2 separate regions of the Mus musculus genome follow, and region 2 is linked to region 1. A link is a contact called in public Hi-C data. All regions are on one chromosome and are shown on one strand. The core of a region is the stretch at or near the end of the contact, and the rest is flanking DNA. Distances in the headings are between cores, read along the strand shown. Region 1 holds the start of Rgs1 (regulator of G-protein signaling 1). Region 2 has its middle 130 kb from the start of Rgs1.

What was found. A called contact is a pair of places that touch in the nucleus more often than the background predicts.
Region 2: a contact with region 1 is called in a Hi-C map of bone marrow-derived macrophages, with 34 read pairs. The contact joins the enhancer-like site here to the promoter of Rgs1 in region 1. A contact is called at or near these places in 2 of 39 promoter capture datasets (cancer-associated fibroblasts and macrophages), 4 of 15 datasets of contacts at CTCF or cohesin (CD8 T cells, the G1E-ER4 cell line, large pre-B cells and 1 more), 14 of 484 Hi-C or Micro-C datasets (the C2C12 cell line, the CH12 cell line, the G1E-ER4 cell line and 8 more), 10 of 115 datasets of contacts at active chromatin or transcription factors (the 230-238 cell line, CD8 T cells, the HPC-7 cell line and 7 more) and 4 of 9 other capture datasets (adipose tissue, bone marrow-derived macrophages, liver and 1 more).

What each region holds. Positions count from the first base shown.
Region 1 is chr1:144,247,828-144,250,527 of GRCm38.p6, forward strand. It overlaps Rgs1 (regulator of G-protein signaling 1), which reads right to left and starts at 1,277. Exons shown (of 5, transcript NM_015811.2): 1 at 1,074-1,277; 2 at 652-732; 3 at 79-140. The coding sequence starts at 1,210.
Region 2 is chr1:144,378,852-144,381,611 of GRCm38.p6, forward strand. No RefSeq gene overlaps it. Among named protein-coding and RNA genes, the nearest start is that of Rgs1, 130 kb to the left of the region's middle. Within about 2 kb of position 1,355, at least 3 of the 459 cell types and tissues checked have an H3K27ac peak or open chromatin away from gene starts, as enhancers often do. A contact at or near this core is called in Th17 cells and bone marrow-derived macrophages, where this site is marked.

The DNA of each region.
Region 1 (2,700 bases), core at 27-2,526:
TAACATACATTAATCATCCATCCAACTTATTAAATTATCAAGCTGACCCCAAAACAATGGATAGATAGGAATACTTACTCTGGTTGGCAAGGAGTTTTTCCAGAGACTGAGACCACTGCATTACTTCTTCAGCAGAAAGTCTACAGTTAACAAAAATAATCTAAATTAATAAACTAGTTTTGGAAATCCCACTTGATTTAATAATGGCTACTACATATTGATAACTAAAATTTTTTGTTATGACTTCTATTATTACTTTTATGAATAAAGTTCCTTTTAATCACCATAGTTATGAAAAAAATCTGTCAAGACAGTTAAAATCTAAGTGGATAAATTAGAAAAACACAAATAGAAAACTGATGTGGACATATTAATAATTAATGTTCATTGGCTCTAATATGGGCTAATCTTGTTTGGCTTGTTACCTAAAAGAAATTAACTCCATTGCATGCAGTATTTTTATATGCCTTTTTAAAGTCCAAGGCTTCACTCAAGTCCCCTGCCCATCCCCCTGTCTCAACCTCCAAGTACTGGAATTACAAGAGTAAGCTGGCATGCCTAGACACATGAAGTATCAGTATCATTTGAAGACAACAGTTAGCTTCTAGGATGCTTAGACACTTAGAATATTTCAATATATTCAGTACATACATGTCTTTGGACTTGGCCGATTTCATCCCAGATTCCAGATGTGGGATCATCGATCTCAGGTATGTTTTCACGTCCATTCCACTACAAAAGACACCAAAAATTCATAATTCTCTACAAGAGTTCCCCTTATCTATGAAAAGAACATGAAGCAAACATATCTGAGGAGGAAGGTAATAATAAGACTAGCTAACACAATATTTTAGTATGTTAAAATAGAACTCATTTTTATGAACAACGTCTAGAAAGATTTCCCCAGACTTTCTGGTAACATGATTTATTTTCCAATAAAACTGACTCTCACTTATAAGTCACAGGAGGTAATTGCTCCGCTCTCCATAAACCAAATGCCAGCACTCACGTCCACTTATTCCTACTCCTTTGGCCATAAAAGATAATCAAAGAGACACACTGAAGGAACTTACAAAGTCTTTGGCCTTTTTTTCTGCTTTTTGTCGTCTAGAAGAGAATGGCTGTGTTCTTTCGAATCCTTTGGGCTAGCAGAAAAGAACATTCCTGGCATTTTGTTCAACCTTGGCATGGAGATGGCTGCCGCTCTCATGGTCTTCTCAAAACGAGTGAGTGTCTGTTAGTCTACGACTGCTGCTTTATATAGCGTAAGGCAGACAGGGCACTTGCTGTTCAGGGAGTCTGTTTATCAAGTGATGTTACCACAGGCACGGAAGTTCCTCCTTTCTTGGTGTGTCGTGACGTGTATCTTGAAGAAAAAAAAGTGTACAGGGATGTCTTGTGGTTGAAACTCAACTGAATGAGAGCAGGTCATTTGATTAGGAAGGCAGGAACAAAATTATGCACACACATGCACAAACACACACACACACACACACACACACACACACACACACACAGACACACACAGATATATAGAAGGGGGCCATACACATCTCTGGAGGAAAGGAAGTATCAGCCTTTAGTTTGAGTTAAAACTTTCTTTTTTTTTTCCCTTGAAAACTATATGTTCTGGTCAATGTTACATTTGCTATATTTTCTGTATCACGCAGAAATTCAACAGTAGAGTCCTATCCCTCCCTTCACCTTGATGCTTGGGGTAGTTCTGGAGTATAAAATCATCTGATCACAATGTTTTTTCTCCTTTCTTAAAAATTAAAAGTAGATTTCCTTGTCATATAGTATACTCTGATTACAGCCCCCCCCCTTTAGTTTCTTCTGGCTTCTTCACAATATTTTAAGAGTTCTTCACCACTGCCACCCATATGAAGCAGTATAAGATTAATGTTTTTTTTATACTGACTACTCTGTATCTATCTGGTAAGATGGAGACCTATGGGAGGCTGTCTACACCACTGTGGTGTCTGGAATCTTGCCCATCATTTCCATCACAAGGAACATTCTTGTTAGAATTTTCCAAGGTGTGTACAAAATATTCTACCAGTGACACATAAGATGACCTTAAGGAGCATTCTGTTTTTTAATGCTACTTCTATAATTAGACTATAAGTGATGTGTCACTGTAATTGTGTTCAATAATTAAGATGGCATGGTAAAATTAAAGAAAACCTATGAATAAAAGTGTACCTAACATACAGACCTTACATAATGATAAAGATACCAATCTTTAAAAATAAAGTATCTGAGGGAAAATTCAAAGTAAACTCAGAATTTGTTTGAATAAGTCAATCATTTGTACTAGTTAGGATATAATAATTGAATTTTTTGAAATATCTCCAGAGAGGAAAAATCTAGCTTTAATTGAGATGATTACATTACAAAAATCATTACTCATTGATAAAAATCATGTATCAGAGCAGAGATATTAATGCAATATAACATCTTACAGAGTTTATACAAGATGCATACTATGGCACTTTATAGGATGGCCAACTTTACTTTGGGCAGATTGAATTTTGCCTCTCAATAGAGGGTAGCCTTTATCATAGAAACTTTTGGTGGAATTAGGTAAATTTGACTTAAAAAAAAGAGAGGCATATTAATTTTTCTTTGTCCTTTTTAAAAAATCAGTATGATACACAAAGTCTGTAGTAAACATTTATAGTATTACAACATTCACTA
Region 2 (2,760 bases), core at 105-2,604, 130 kb after region 1:
GGAAAACATAGAAAGAGAAATAAAATTGCAAAATGCACAGAATAAATCATATCATTTGCAAAGGATGATTACAGATGCAGAACATAAAAGATTTTATATGTATTTAGTATTAATAAAATAATTCAGGAAGTTGATGACTATAGGCAAGGTATGGAAGCATACCATCTACATTCATTAGTAACAAAGTTAGTAAATAGTAAGACTCAAAAAGTATAAAAGCATTAGATCTAAATTCATGAGTAGACATTTTGAAAGATGCTCTAAGAGAGTCATCTTGAGGAATTAAATAAAAAAAAATATAGGGACCCTCCCACCTTCACAGACTACAATACTCTAAGACTTGTTATTATAACAATGGACAATCGAAGAAAATTGCTTGGCTCAGTTAAATATTGAAACTTTTAAAGTCTTCTCATTTACATTAGTTTCTCTCTCTCCATATATATGTACATATACATATATTTGTACATATATGTATATATATGCATGTATATGTACATATACTTATACACACACACATATATATACATATATATATATGTATGTATGTATATGTATATAATGTGAGTGTTTTAGTGATTTGATTCTCTCCTTGAATCATGTGGGTCTCAAAAATGAAACTCAGATTTTCAGAGCTGATGGCAAATGCCTTTACCTGGGATCCATTATGCTCAAAAACTCCAGTGGGATTTCCAAAGTGAGTTTGCATGTTTATTATAATATATTAAATATATAAAATAATAGGTGTTAATCATTATGAAAGTTTCATGCATGCATGTTATACACTTTGGTTGTACGTTGTTTTAATGTTTTATCTATTTGTTCGTTTATAGGTGGGTTGGGGAAGGGGTGTAAAAATTGGAAAAATATTGATATTCTAGTATGGGATCACTTTTTGTAACCCCATTTGTAGGCTTTTTGTAGATATGTTTTCTGGTGTTTTTACAACTTTCTTCCAATGTGCCTTATCACCTAATAAGTAAGCCTGTCTCTTTGGTCTCTGCATCTCCAAGCACAGGATCATCCAATCATATTGCCTTCTGTCCCTCTTGTAATAATTCACATAATTTTCCACTATGAGTTAAATATCCTGTGTATATTATGAATGATTTTGCATTATAATTCATATTTTATGTATTGGGAAACATAATTTTTATAAAATTGTGAAGTTAAATATATTATATTTTAGCTGATATTTGACATATAATACTAAATATTTAACTTTTATTTATGATATTATTTTCACTGATTGCTAAAGAGGGAAGCGTGTTTGGAAAAAACATGATTTCCATGCGGTTTGAGAAAACTTACAAAGAATTTAAATCTCTAGCATGGATTTTTTTCCTGTACTTTTCTGCCCTCTAGTGGTGATAGAGCAAAGACCAAAGAAATATTCCAAAGGCAAAAGCCAGTTCTTGAAGAAAAGACAGTGCCTTTTTTTGTTTGTTTATTTATTTACACTTCAGATGTTATCCCCCTTCCAAGACCCTCCACAAGACCCATATCCCCTCCTCTTCCTCTCCTCTATGTGGGTACTCCCCCATCTGCCTACTTGAAATTGAAAAGTTTTAAAAATTATAAATCTCTCACTGGTCAATAATGCTCATTGACATAGTGCTGATCGATGCTGTTACTGTGTTGTAACTTAAGCAGATTAAACAAAGGGCTAACACTAAAATAATTTTCATATTGAAAAAAATTGTAAAATATTATACAATAAATTAAAATTATAAAATAATTTATTGACTAACTGTTCACTCTGACATTTACCTTCCAAGCTGTATTTTGATTTTTTGTATGACAATTTCAGAAAGAGGTTCACATTTTAGAGATAGATTCAAGTTAGTATAGCTAAGCCACTTGATAGAGAGTAAATCTTAAATACAAATAACCTCTATCATTTTAAAAGTGTTTTAGTGGCAGAAACTTGTGAAGCCTTTTATCTGTGTTAGTATAGTGGGGACAGAGATTTCACTTTAGACTTACTCGGTAGTGGAAGTCACAGGGAGTGAGATGCTTACAATGAGTGGGTAAGAAGGGGGTGGGGAGCTCCGTGGTGGATTTTCTATGATTGCTGGTGAAATGATGCACTTGAAACTTCCACCTCTGACATCATCAATGCAGTTATACCACATAGTGAATGAATCTGGAATAAGGATGCAAATTCAGCTTCAAGTGGCTACTGCCAGGTCGTCAGTGTCAGGTATGGAAATATCACATTGAAACCCATGCCTTCAGATACTAACTAAAACAATGTTGTATAGAGAAAAGAGGCCTGTGACTGCTAGTGATAAGCACTATTAACAGAAGCTGTTGGGCTACTGAGATGGCTGAGGGGGTAAAAGTGCCTAAGGCCTTGAGTTTCATCCCTGGGACCCATTTGGTGTATCAAGAGAACTGTCTCTGGCAAACTGTCCTCTAACCTCCATTTGCCTGCTGTGGTATGCATGCATTCAACCACACACATTCACACACACATTTGCACACACATAGTCACACACACATTTGCATACACATAGTCACACACACTCACACATAGATGAACACACACATTGATGCACACAGACACACAGAAATAAAGGTTATAGATGATGTTGAGATTATGAAGACTAAGGGGGACTCTTGAAAAAGGATAAAAAAAATTATATTATGATGTGGTCCATGAGACTGAAGGGTCCAGTGGTATAATGTTATGGGTTGAAGGTTAGATTACCCCACCCCCACTCCAGGCCCATGTGTTTGAATATTTGGAGCTCATCT